4 separate regions of the Mus musculus genome follow, and all the other regions are linked to region 4. Evidence: chromatin contacts called from public HiChIP or PLAC-seq data. All regions are on one chromosome and are shown on one strand. The core of a region is the stretch at or near the end of the contact, and the rest is flanking DNA. Distances in the headings are between cores, read along the strand shown. Region 1 has its middle 12 kb from the start of Gm26422. Region 2 has its middle 33 kb from the start of Gm26422. Region 3 has its middle 29 kb from the start of Gm26422. Region 4 overlaps Gm33436 (a long non-coding RNA gene).

What was found. HiChIP or PLAC-seq counts read pairs in DNA pulled down with a chosen protein or histone mark.
Region 1: a contact with region 4 is called in a FOXA1 HiChIP or PLAC-seq map of pancreatic cancer cells. The contact joins two enhancer-like sites. A contact is called at or near these places in 5 of 39 promoter capture datasets (the C10 cell line, hematopoietic stem and progenitor cells, liver and 1 more), 1 of 15 datasets of contacts at CTCF or cohesin (the NIH/3T3 cell line), 1 of 484 Hi-C or Micro-C datasets (bone marrow-derived macrophages), 2 of 115 datasets of contacts at active chromatin or transcription factors (CD8 T cells and pancreatic cancer cells) and 1 of 9 other capture datasets (embryonic stem cells).
Region 2: a FOXA1 HiChIP or PLAC-seq map of pancreatic cancer cells shows a contact between it and region 4. The contact joins two enhancer-like sites. A contact is called at or near these places in 8 of 39 promoter capture datasets (the HPC-7 cell line, cranial neural crest, embryonic stem cells and 5 more), 1 of 484 Hi-C or Micro-C datasets (bone marrow-derived macrophages), 3 of 115 datasets of contacts at active chromatin or transcription factors (the NIH/3T3 cell line, embryonic stem cells and pancreatic cancer cells) and 1 of 9 other capture datasets (embryonic stem cells).
Region 3: a contact with region 4 is called in an H3K27ac HiChIP or PLAC-seq map of the NIH/3T3 cell line, with 2.7 times the contacts expected there. The contact joins two enhancer-like sites. A contact is called at or near these places in 9 of 39 promoter capture datasets (the 3T3-L1 cell line, the C10 cell line, embryonic stem cells and 4 more), 1 of 484 Hi-C or Micro-C datasets (bone marrow-derived macrophages) and 4 of 115 datasets of contacts at active chromatin or transcription factors (the 3134 cell line, the NIH/3T3 cell line, cardiomyocytes and 1 more).

Annotation. Positions count from the first base shown.
Region 1 is chr2:61,266,320-61,269,564 of GRCm38.p6, reverse strand. No RefSeq gene overlaps it. Among named protein-coding and RNA genes, the nearest start is that of Gm26422, 12 kb to the left of the region's middle. Within about 2 kb of position 1,649, at least 29 of the 459 cell types and tissues checked have an H3K27ac peak or open chromatin away from gene starts, as enhancers often do. A contact at or near this core is called in the NIH/3T3 cell line and pancreatic cancer cells, where this site is marked.
Region 2 is chr2:61,245,552-61,249,006 of GRCm38.p6, reverse strand. No RefSeq gene overlaps it. Among named protein-coding and RNA genes, the nearest start is that of Gm26422, 33 kb to the left of the region's middle. Within about 2 kb of position 1,831, at least 56 of the 459 cell types and tissues checked have an H3K27ac peak or open chromatin away from gene starts, as enhancers often do. A contact at or near this core is called in the NIH/3T3 cell line and pancreatic cancer cells, where this site is marked.
Region 3 is chr2:61,308,053-61,311,128 of GRCm38.p6, reverse strand. No RefSeq gene overlaps it. Among named protein-coding and RNA genes, the nearest start is that of Gm26422, 29 kb to the right of the region's middle. Within about 2 kb of position 1,723, at least 44 of the 459 cell types and tissues checked have an H3K27ac peak or open chromatin away from gene starts, as enhancers often do. A contact at or near this core is called in the NIH/3T3 cell line, where this site is marked.
Region 4 is chr2:60,698,659-60,701,838 of GRCm38.p6, reverse strand. All of the region lies in intron 2 of Gm33436 (a long non-coding RNA gene), which reads right to left. It also overlaps a transcript of Itgb6 not described here. Among named protein-coding and RNA genes, the nearest start is that of Gm33436, 7.6 kb to the right of the region's middle. Within about 2 kb of position 1,583, at least 71 of the 459 cell types and tissues checked have an H3K27ac peak or open chromatin away from gene starts, as enhancers often do. A contact at or near this core is called in the NIH/3T3 cell line and pancreatic cancer cells, where this site is marked.

The DNA of each region.
Region 1 (3,245 bases), core at 400-2,899, 570 kb before region 4:
TGTCACTCATACAGACTCAGTTGTTGACTCATCAACTGAGACAGTCACTGAGTTATCTCTTTGAAAGAAAGGAGGAGGCCTAAGGGAGATTGAAGGAGGGGGATAGCAAAAATGTGAGAGTTAGTGGATAAGGATGTAATGCAATAAAAAATAAATACCTCTACCCTCAGATGCACTGTGTGTCAAGGCAAGCTGAAGATGTGTTCTGGGTGAGACACAGGAACACATCACAGCTGTGGTTATTTGCATAAGGTCTACACAAGATTGGGCCTGTCGGCAGCACTTGAATCTGGGAAGGGCCTCCTTTGAAGAGCTATTGGCAGTTACCAGTTGGTGGGAGAAAGCGTGCCATTTTCTTCTGTGGTATAGTTGACCGAGATCCAGTCAAAAACCTCTTACCCATACTCACGTGAGAAACCCTAGTGAAGTTCAGCTGGTCACATGCAAAAGGAAGATGAGAGGGTGAGGGGGACTTCTGGGGAAGAAGGGTTTTAAGGAAAGAGGTAAGATGTGGGAGGGAGGGGAGAGAAGGGGATGAAGGGTAACTATAACTGAAATTCCTTATGTCCATGTATGAAACTATCTAACAAAAGATAAAAGAATAAAAAGGAAGAGAGGAAAGGAGGGCTGTCTTTAGTGGTTGGAAAAACAGGTTAAACACACTCTGGCAGCTCCAAACCCAACTCTTACTTTCCAGCTCTCACCTTGTTACTACTCCTTGCTCACAGTCTTAAAGCCTTTGCTACAGTTGTTCCTAGAACAGCAACACATGCTAACTGACTCTGAAGGTTCTAGTTCAGTGGTTCTCAACATCCCCCTTTCATACCGTTCCTTCTGTTGTAGTGACCCCAACCATAGTGTTACTTTGTTCCTACTTCATAACTGTAATTTTGTTATTGTTATGAGTCATAATGTAAGTATCTGATAGGCAGGATATCTGATAGGTGACCCCCAAAGCGGTCAAGCTCTATAGGTTGAAAATTGCTGCTCTAATTTATCATTTTAATTCATACATTTTAGCCAGATATCATTCAGATAAAAATTTTACTGCAGGGAAAAAACAATTCCATGGGCATGACTTGTTCTGGAACCTTCTTTTTCCTTCAACCCCTATTTGCATCATCACCATCATAATTTTATGTTTAAAAAATAATAGTATTACAGACACACAAAAGTTGGACTACAGCGCTGTAGAGAGATATTCTGAGTGCAGAATGAACATTTTAACCACTGTGATCACCCTTAACAGTGATACTTAAAAAGACAGAATTGTTCATTTGTCAAGGTTATTTTAAGGATGAAAATTCTCATATAAATACATTTGGTATACAGGATGCAAAATTATCTTTCTGAAGCATAAAAATGAAAAAAGGTTAGTGTTACAAATAGTTCTTTGCTTTTCAGCTACACAGGGTGCTGATTGATTTACATAGTTGTTGCAATTAATACCTTTGAAAAAAATGTTTCCAAGAGACAGGGCATGTTAGTCTGCTTTTTGTTGCTATGACAAAAATGATTTGAAAATCAACCCTCAGAATGCCTGTAAAAACCAAAGTGGAAACAGGCTCCCTGTTTCAGAGATTTTACTCCATGGCTCTGTGGTCCCCATCTCTGTGGACACGAGACAAGGCTGAACCTCATGATTGAGAATGAGTAATAGAAGCTCAAGTGCCTACCTTGTGACTCATGGTGACCAGAAAGGAGAGATGGGGAGAGAGAGAGAAAATGGGGTAAACTTCTAGAGTAAGATTCCAGGAACACACTTTGTTTAAGTAAGTAACAGGCCTCAGAATCCAATGGCACCAAATTATAAGCCCATCGATGGATGAACACACTGACCAGGTCAGAGGCCTCACGATCCAGACACCACCATAAAGGCTTACGAGCTGGCAACCGAGCCTTGAGCATATGGCCTGTGAGTGATCATTTGGAACTAAACTACTATAGTGGACAAACACAAAATGTCCTTGTTTGTATCAGGTTTGATTACAAATGACCGATGCCCACAAATAGTGGTTGAAACAAAGAAAAGTTGATTTTTTTTCTTTACAAAGAATTCTAAATGTAGGTATCACCTGAGAAATGAGTATAGCCACCAAGGTCCTGTTTTGTTTTCATTTTGTTTTTAGCTGTATTGGCTTTAGCTATCATATCTGCTTCTGAGCTCTAAGATGAGAAACTGTAGGGCCAGGGAAAGGAGTCAGGGAATAAAGGGTGTACTGCTCAAGCGTTGGGATCCAAGCTCAGATCCCAAGTACCCATGTAAAGGCTGCGTAGAGTGTCTACATCCCTAGTGACTATACAGGCAGGTACCTGACACTTGCTAACCACCCACTCTATTTAATTGGTATGCTCTGGGCTCAATGACAACTGACTCAATAATAAGATGAAATGAAATGGAGGAAGATACACAATGTTGATCTCTGGCCTCTACCTACATGTGTAGGTACCACTCACAACACACACACAAATATAGTTGAAACAAAAGCAAAACCCCAAGATATATAGTTGGTATTAAAGGAATAATCAGGGTTAGGACAGGTGAATAGAGAGCTGGAGAGACCGGTGGATTAACAAAGCTAAGGCTATCGGAAAAGGCTTTATAGAAACCCACTAAGTAGTAAGCTAATTTCAGAATACAATTTTTTCAAAAATTTGAATGTCTTTCTGTCTTGTATAGGTGGACCATCCTGTTCTTTGATGACGTTGATTACTAGACAAAAATCAAAGAGCCAGAAATGGGATATCTTGCTATGAATTATTGGTCAGGGGGCCTAGAAATCTCTTGAACAACAGAGCCTACTGCCAGTACTTTTCACTATGCACTGTAGCTACACATTAAGAGCTCATTGCTGAAGACACCATTCACTTTGAATGCAGAACATAGAGAAATCACGGTGAATACGTCAATAACTTCCTCTCTCCTGGCCAACTTTCTTGGTGCCAGATATACCATGCAGCTTTCTAGAGGAGAACAGATATTAACAGGTTTACCCAGTGCTGGATTCTGCATACTATATAACTGACCTGACAGGCTTGGTGTGTCTACCAGTACAACAGCAGTATGACTGTCATGAGACAATCAGCTGCTTTCTGGTTAGATATGAAATCTACTCCACAATAAGAAATTCATTCCTCGTACTACAAACATGGTTAAAGGCCCATGGCTGGTCATAGGCCCCAGGGAAGAACCTGCTATTGTAGTTTTGTTAGATGGTCACTTGTCAAATTAGCCTTCTAAATGT
Region 2 (3,455 bases), core at 582-3,081, 550 kb before region 4:
ATTTTTTTTATTAATAATTTATGTGTGAAAGGCCCAGATGACTGTGGGGGTGGGGGTAGCATCTCTGAGCTGGTTGTCCTGGGTTCTATAAGAAAGCAGGCTGAGCAAGTCATGAGGTGCTAGCCAATAAACAGCTCTCCTCCATGGCTTCTGCATCAGCTCCTGCCTCCAGATTCCTACCCTGAATATCCTCAGTGGTGGACTATGATATGGAACTGTAAGTTGAAATAAATCCTCAAATTTCTCCCTAAATTGCTTTGGGTCATAGTGTTTTATCACAGTAACAGAAACCCTAACTAAGACAAGACTCTATACAACAAATACTTGCTGAATCCTTACCTTCCGCTTCAAGATGTTGTCCCTTTCTTTCTAATTTGACATGGCTTAACTATGCCAGTGGTCAGGAGATGAGAGTTGACAAATTGGGAGGGAAAATTGTAACTGAAAAAGAACACAATATATCTTTTACATCTTTAGGAATATAAGTTGAAAATATAAAAACCAACCTGACTTCCTTTATTCCTTCTTTCATTTCTTCTTCCCTCTCTCTTTTTCTCCCCCTCCCTTCCTTCCTTCTTAGCTCACCGTAGTCCTTAAATTCTATCAGTATTCTTGACTATACAGCATAGTTAGAATGCACCTAGCACACAACCAGCTCCCCTGCAATATATCCCAAATGTTTTCTTTTAAAATTCAGTCCAGGTTTTCTGAAATTGAAATTCACATGCAACTCATTTGTAGGATTGAACATACATCTTATAGTACACACTGGCATTAAATTGAAATGTGAAGGATGAGAAGTCATTTGCGTGGGCAGGAAGCCAAATCATTCCTGGAGTTCTGCATGCAGGCAATAATTTACATCGACAGGTAGAAAACATGTTATGTGCTCTTGGTACAATGATACCGCAAAGCCTGGCCATGACTCATAACTCAGCTAGCATTTATAAATGCTCAAAAAATGTGGGAAAATGGATGAAAACTTGTTCTTGTCTGAACTCAAAGGCAACGGAGTCCTTGGGATCTGACAAGAGAATAAAGGAACAGGAGCAAAATAGAGGATGGGTAGGTAGATAGATAGATAGATAGATAGATAGATAGATAGATAGATAGATAGATAGATAGATAGATAAGGCCAGGCAGGCAGACAGACAGACAGAAAGACAGAAAGACAGACAGAGTTAGTGAGTGAGCTTTGGGTTTTATTTTCTATCATTTCTGGAATCATTCAGGACTTGAAAGAAGAGTTAGTGACATCTGTTATTGTATTCTTTGCCTCATTAATTTAAGATAATGTAATTGTTACTATTGTTAATCACTGTGATCAGCTCTAATGTTTTTTTCATCTCCTTCCTATTTTCTTTGAAATTGTTGACTGTGAACTAAAGAGCTTCAATATAAGCATTTCCCTTAAAATTAGTGACATTTGTTTTCTGTTAACAGCTGGTGGGAGCAGGCTAGACAGAGGGGAATAAAAGGACAAGCCACAGTCAGTGGCCTGCCTAATGCCAGCATAGTCAAAATTCCAAGACAATGATGACTATAGCCTTACGGTGAATAGCTCTTTTCCAGGGACAAATCGTATTAGTTTTTCATTTTCTTGAATAACAATTGATCTTTTCTTCCCTTGAACTTGTCCTATCTCCCCCCAAAGCCCTTTTATACAACATTTTTGGGGGGAGAGGAAATAAACAAACAAACAAACAAACAGTAAAGGACTTCAACCTTCAGTTCAGTTAACCAACAAACAAACAAAAGCAGCAACTGAGCATGCCTAGACTGCCTTCCCCAACCAGCTGTGCCCTGTTGGGCACACTGCAAAGATGCTGCCTTCTTTCTCAGTCACTGTGTGCACCCACCAGCTGTCCTACTGGGTCCCAGTGTGCACTACAAAGTGAAATCAGGAATGTTCTGCTTTGTTGTGATAACAAAGTTTGAGCTGCTGGTGGATCAAGCTGTTTCTCTCCAGACACTTAGCTCAAAAGATCTGGGTTTCTGGACAGTCCATCTTGTTCTTGTTTTCTTGGCAGTGCTCACAGCAGCCCTCCTGTGACTAGGGCAAAGTTTAAATCTTGAATTGGGAAGAGTCGGGGGCAAGTTCCCACAGGTGGTACTGTTCAAATAGTCGCATAAAGTGCTTCCTTTGTCGTTAAAACCAACCCTGTAATCTGTCCCAAGTGAAATGGGGCATTGTTTCAGAAACACCAAAGTAGATGGCTGTGTTAACAGGACAAAGGGAACTTTGTGTGATGAGGCAATTGTTGAACAAACTTGGTAAACAGTAACCTGTGAATAATATGAAAACCTCAAAGCTCAAACACCAGATGTTACTCAATTTTCATTGTGGCTAGGTTTTAACCATCCTTTACAAGGTGTCTGTGAATATGAAAGTCAGAGAGAAAATTATGCTCCTCATCTGAAGTGCACAAAAGGCAAAGAACTTTCTGCATGTTTCAATGTGTCCCTCCATGCTGAGACTGTTCCTGGGGACGCAGTAAGCCCTTCAGTGTTAGGTGTAGTAAGACATAGGATGGAATAAATTCTTGTGCACTGTTATCCCTTAGACAGTATTAATGGCATATCTTAGCTTTCTGAGTGTTATACACACCCCTAATTCCTTCACAAATGTTTGTTGTATATCAAGAAATAGTATCCAGCAAACTCCTAAACTTTTCCAGCCTCAGTTATTCCAGTTACTGTGAGACATGTCAAGACTTCTCTCCACAGCCTATTATTCTCTGTTTATATTAGTACTACATGGAAGTAGTTGAGTAAGATAAATGCCCATTACAACAATTGTTACGTCAACTTAATTCAAAAGGAGGCTGAAGGATTGGCTGTTTTTCCATTTAAATAAGAGTATATCTTCCCCCTTGCTCCTCCATTCTTCCTTTAATTCTGTGAATTCAATGTGGTTTTTTGGATAAGAGTTATCTTCACATTCTCAATCATCTTTTCATATGAAATATATTAGAACAGTTTGCTAGTTTCTGGTAAGATGATTTCAGAGTTAACCCTGGTACCCTTTGAACTGAGATTCTTGCTAATTTAATTTATAGCTAGGTGTCATGACACACCTAAAATCCCGGGCCTTAGGCGGTTGAGACAGGAGGCTTATGTCTGAAGCCAGGCAAAGCTACATAGAGAAAACCTACCCCAAAGTAAAGTAAACTTTTCCATACGCGGTCTCTTATCTCTTTACAGGGAGCTACATTGATTTGTTTGATCTAAACTTCAGACAGTCATAAACCACACTAATATGGGTGAAGACAAACAGCCCTTTTGTGTGCTGAGTCTTAACACAGGCTTTGCCTGTGAGTGTTTCCTGCTGTGTCTACCCCACCAAGAAACCGGTAGAAAGAGTACCATGGAGATGACCATAGAAACAGGATCGCTGACCTCTCTCAGGATCCTTCACTGCAAGGTCTCTCAAAACCTAGTGATACCTATCCAAA
Region 3 (3,076 bases), core at 474-2,973, 610 kb before region 4:
TTAAAACCAATCTGAGTCCACAAATTTGTAAGCCTTTTCTGTCAGGCCCTTAGGAGCTAAGCTGGAGTTGGATTTTGTTGTTTTGTGACTCTTGATACCCCACAGGCTCCCACGTCTCCAGTTTGCTCTTCCTTGGCCTTTGTGTGGCACCAGCATGAGGAGGGTTTTTCCTCTGTACTCATCCTTGTTTCAGGCTGCTGTGTTTTCTTACCTCTGAGAACCCCTTCCACTCAATAGATTTTGTTGCTTGCTCCTCTGTGTTGGTACCATACTGGAGATGGAGGGCTTCCTTTTCCTTCTCTGCATTTCAAGCTTACCTCTCTACTTTGTTCTGGAGAGGCAGTAGCTTTTCATCATCCTGGTCCCATGTCCCTGTAGCTGAGAAGCACTGCTGTGGATATGTGATCAGCCTCGGATAGACGAGCATTTTCAGGCTTTGCTTGCTAGCTTAGGCTTAGGCGCTGATGGTGGTCCTTTGTTCCTCCCCTAGGAGCAGGGGGCTGTTTTTCTCTACATCTTCTTCAAAGCTGTGGATCTGTGCCAGTCTTCTACCCTCTCAAGACAGGATTGGTTTCTTCCTCCATGGAAACAGTGGCATCTTGCCTAAGGCCTGAGCAGAAGAGGTTTTGCTATTTCCCCAGGCGACTTTAAGGCATTTCCTTCACAGGGCAAAAGAATCCCAAGAAGGAAAGAAACAGGGGTATTTAGTTACCAACTCCTGTCACTTGTTCATGCCTATTCCTGAGAATGTTAACTTCCTGGCACTTGTGGTCCACTGTAGATGTGGTCCAAGCATCTTCATTTAAGCTGGAAAACAGCTTCTGGGAGGTAATTTCAAATGTTTTCAGTTGGAGCTATCAATGTGGACATCAACAATCAGTTAAAGTGTAGACATTGACTACTTTATATGATCTCCCAGGTGGCAGAAAAACACACTCTGTTTGCTTCTCCATGCTCCCACCCAAGAGTATGTTAATAGCATGAAATTATGCTTTGCCCAAATGGTCCAAGTGAACTTAAAGAAGGTAAAGTGAAAAATTACAGGCAGAAGGCATGCTTAAAGCTGAAACATCAAACGCCAGTGACTTATGGACAAGCAGCATGGAGAAGTTGAGCTCTCCCTGAAACCAAAGCCAAGACAAAACACAAGATTAAGAAACAGTTTAAATTTTCCCAGAGAAGGGCTGGAGTCACTGATGATAACCATAAAAGCTCTTGTCGGGAAGGTATTGCTGGCTCACAGTACAGTTGTGAAGCCACATCTACATCAAATGGCGATTGCTGCTTAGCATGCCAGCTTCAGAAACTGTAAGTGAGCTAGGGATGAGAGGGGCAGGAGAAAATGTAGCTGCTGTGAAGGAGGATTTAACTCATAGAGTACAACAGCATGGATTCTTTTATGGCAGGGAAGTCCACCTGCCCTACACCCTGGGCTGCTAGAAGTACCATGAGTGAGGTTCAGGAAGACACGAGGATACTTTGGAGATAGTCTCTAGAGAGACGTGTTGGCTGTGAACCAGGACAGAAGCCTGGAGGAGGCCCTTTGTTATTCTATATCCACTTATTCAGGCCTGTCTCAAGAAGATAGGCTTCCCCTTTAAGGAACAACTATTAGTCAGTGAGCAACAAAAGCATTCCCTCCCCACCTTAACTCACACCTCAGGACCTAGGTGTTGCAATCCTGAGTCATAGGGGTTTGTGCCTGGGCACATGATTCAGTCAGAATCACCAAGATGCTCTGTTGAAAAAGAAGCCTATTCTCTTTTCTGATGAAGCTGAACTGAGAGGATATGAGTCAGAAGTACGCAGGGTCGTGATCAAAGTTTCAGGATGAAGCAAATGCAATGGAAGGTGGGGCAGCAGATGAGGGAGAGCTGATGACACCACCTCCCCCCCCCTTTTTATCTGGAGCCAGAATCACACCCACCAGAATTTCGGTCATATGAACCAGGGAAAATTGACTTTTTCTTATGTTGATCACATTCCTATTGTGGGTGCAGACGTATATGTGAGTGCATGCCACACATATACACACATGTATGTATAGGTCTGAGAACAACTTGCGAAGCTGGGTCATGAAGGTCCTGGGGCTCAGACTCAGGGTGATGAGGCTTGCTGGCAAGCACCTTAACCTATCAAATCAGCTTATCAGTTTACTTATTTTTCAGTTGAAATTTCTATCAGTTTCAACTAAGAGATCTCATCTTGACTAATATATTTATTCATAGTGCACAGTGTAGAGTCACAGAGTAATAAAAGACAGGTGTCCACCTGTTATTTCCTATATTGTCACTAAGTTGTTGAGAAGTCGAATTAGGGTGATTTTGTCTGTCTATCTATCTATCTATCTATCTATCTATCCATCTATCTATCCATCTATCTCTCTATCTACATGCTTTAAACAAAGTTTGTTTTTGAAATCACTACATATTTATGAGATGTTGTAAAGACATCATGAGGGGTTCTCACTGTGTGCTTTGCCAGTTTCCCCTCTTGTCAGCATCTCAGGTGACTATGACACGCTTGTCAGAGTGTGGCGCTCTTCAACTGACAAGACAACAGCTTTATCTTGGATTCCACAGCTCTCCCACCAAGGCCCCCCTTGTCTGGTCCAGGATCCCACCTTGCATTCAGTTGCCATATCTCCTTACTCTCCTCTGGCCTGTGCCAGTTTCTCCACTTGCCCTGTTTTACACAACCTTGGCAGCTTTGCAAGTATGGCTGTGATGGTAACTCTGGAGGCAGTCCTTGAGTTTGAGTCTGATGGATTTGTCATGAGTGAGGTGAGAACATTGAGTTCTGGAGAGGAACATCACAGAGCTGGATAGGGCGAGGCCGGACCAGCGTTGAGCAGGTGATTAGGACACTAACGCAGTGTGTGTTGAATGAAGGAGGCTCTCACTGTGCACATGGTCTTTCTATGGCTTAGTGCTGCTCTGAATCAGTGCACACAACATCAAGCAGGGGCACAAAGGTACATAGTGATCTTTATGAACTGTGAACATTTAAATGAGGTTTTACTTTGTGAAATTTCAAGCACAGAAGTATGAATTCATTATGGTAAATTAAAATCCCA
Region 4 (3,180 bases), core at 334-2,833:
CTCACGATCTTGCCTCAATTCCTTCGACCACTGTTGTTTATGCTCAGGGCATCTCAGTCTGCTTCCTCACCTCTAAAACTCGGAGTAACTGTATCTAGCTTAAGAAGCTATTGTAGGGGCTGGAGAGATGGCTCAGTGGTTAAGAGCACTGACTGCTCTTCCAGAGGACCTCAGTTCAATTCCCAGCAACCACTTGGTAGCTTACAAGCATCTGTAATGGGATCCAATGGCCTCTTCTGGTGTGTCTGAATTGAGAGATCGTGTACTGATATATATTAAATAAATAAATAGAAGAAGGAGGAGAAGATGGAGAGGAGAAGGAGAAGGAGAAGGAGAAGGAGAAGGAGAAGGAGAAGGAGAAGGAGAAGGAGAAGGAGAAGGAGAAGGAGAAGAAAGAAGGTGTGTACCAGCACACAAGGCCTTAGGTTCATTTTAGGGTCTCAGATAAAAAGCTAATCCTTGAGACCGAGTCTTTTCAGTGGAGGTTCAATGCACCAGACTATGGGTAAAAATCCTTAGCTACTGATGATGATACTTCACTTGACATGTGTGTACCTCGATTCCTCTTCGTATTCCCTGGGGACTCTTTAATGAGATCTAGCTCCAGCCTGACTCATGCAGATAATAATAACAATAAAGATTATGATTCCATAACCACACATATACAAAGTATGAGACATTATCGCTTCTACCTCAGCAAGTGACAAAATTAGTCTACAATTTTTCCCGGTCCCTGACAAATCTTCTCACCAAGTAACCTGATAGGCTGCATGAACACTTTAATGGTTACTGGCTCAGTTCTTTGATGCACACTGTTCCTGTTTCCAAAGTGCCTTTTTCTAGAGTGTTCCCCAGTCATATCCTGTGGCCTTTCAGGTCAGGTTGACTATGTCAGGCAGGAACTCTTCTGACCTCCAGCATCTATTACCTCACACACTACCTCATACTGTCATCAAACTACTTCAGAGATCTGTTTTTTTATCTAACTACCCAGAGGATTCTTAAAGACAAGGCCCTTGTGGCTACGTGTTTTTTGTACAATACTGTACTTAAAATATTTTATTGACTAAATACATGGATATATTTCTGTGTCATGAGGCTGGGTTTATAATAGATATTTAAGTCCTGTTTAATTAAATAATTTGGGGGTTTGAAAAACTGCATAGTTCTCTTCGAAGCCACAAAGCTCTGCCATGGTTTGAAGGTCTCCAATTGTCTAATTCTCCTGTCTCGGCCACATCTCTTAGACCTCGAATGTGAGTTACTCAGTCTTCCTGAGTTTCAATTTTTTTCTTTTACATGTCTGCTTAAGAGTACTAACACTGTGTGTTATTAATATCTTCGAGCAAAAGAATGAATTATCCTGCAAAGCATATGATCACAGTGAATCAGAAAGCAATCAAACTATATGGATACCGAAAACTTTGGCCCCAGGTGAAACTGAAAAATGAAATTGAAAACAGTGATGCAGCCGTGTGCACCTCTCCTCACTCAGCAAAGCAGCACAGAATGTACAGGGGCCATGAGGAAACTCTCCATGCCCTCAAAGCGATGAGCCACCATGTGTGAGTAAGGCTGAGGAGAAGGAAAAAAATGCTCCTGTGTCTGGCAGGCCAGAGGAACTCCCAGTTCTGGGAAAGATGATCATGACATAGACTTGAGTCACTTCTCTGCAGTTTGTCAATAAAAGCCCCTAAGGGACAGTGTGGACTTTAGAGATAACGTCATGATGACATTCAGGGATCTGTAAGTTCCTGGGGCTCCCATAAGGTTCTGTTCTCCATCTTCACCCTTTTGGAGGTTTTCATGGAGTTGGGAAATTAGCAAACACAGTGAAATGGTGACTGTTGGCAAAGCAAGGCTCCCTTTGAAAGTCTGAGTTTGAGGCCCTTAGAGACTGGATTGAAGGTTTTCATGAGAGCAGGCCTTCAGGTTTATACTTAATTGTTCTGATATGAGACTGCTATCAGAATACACACACACACACACACACACACACACACACACACACACACACACACACCAGCCAGTTCCGCCCTCAGCTGTCACCCTTGTTGCTACTGATAGTTCATCAGGGGAAAAACAGAACATTTGGCCATGTGAGTGTACTACACTCTCCTCCTTCGGCTGCTTGCAAGAGCCTCCTTTGCTCTTCAAGACTGTAATTTAAAATATTTGAAACCGAAGGATTCATCTGGCAGTGAGGGTGGGGAGGGCATCCTCTCATTTCTGTTGGATGGACCACTGTCTAGGCAGCTTGGTGACCACCTAGTCCAGACTACCTGCACCTGAGCAGGCAGGAGCTTCTGCGGTCCATTCTTGTCATCTAGAGATTCTGGAATCTTCTCTCTCCTCCAGGGCATGTGACCTATCAGTAAGTCCAGGCAGCCCGACCTGTGGAGACCCCAAGGCTGTCTGTGTTCTCCCGGATGGATAGGACCACCCTGTACTAGTTGCTGTCTTTCTTCCATTCAGCTGCAGCTGAGTTCTGCCTTGCCCCTCCCTAGACTCCATCCTCAGGGACTCCTCTGTCATCGCTCTAGCTGCTCCCAGACTGCTTGCTCTCCATGCTCCTTTCTCTGCAATTCTCTTTCCTCTGATCTTTGCCTGGTTGGATCTCCTTCAATCTAATTTTATCACTTACTCAAGGATGTCTTACCTGGCATTCTGCTTGAAGGACTCATCTAGATACCCCTTATTATATCACCCCAAATCAATTGTCTGCAAATATTTTACTATTAATTTTCTTATTGATTAATTTGTTTACCATTTATCTCTTCCTATTTAGATATTGTCTAGGAAAAAAAAACTCCATGGAAATTATATATACCATTGTGGCCTAGGCTGGTCTAGAACTAAATGTAGCTCAGGCTAGCCTGGAACTCACTATGTAACCTAAGCTGGCCTCAAACTCACAGCAATCCCCCATCTCGGTCTCCTGAGTGCTGGAATGATTGGCATAGCTGCCACACTTACCTCACTAAGCATCTTATTGGTCAGTGGGCTATTAGATGGCCAGTAGCCATTCCACAGTATCTGTGGGGCATTAGACAAAGGTCTAACCTCTTATGATCCAGAGTTGGCCACTTGCAGCAGTTATAACTTTCAACTTTTACTTTAACTCATTCAACCCTTGTAGGACCATTCGAAAAGAAGTCGATGGCCTTGCTGCAGAGACGC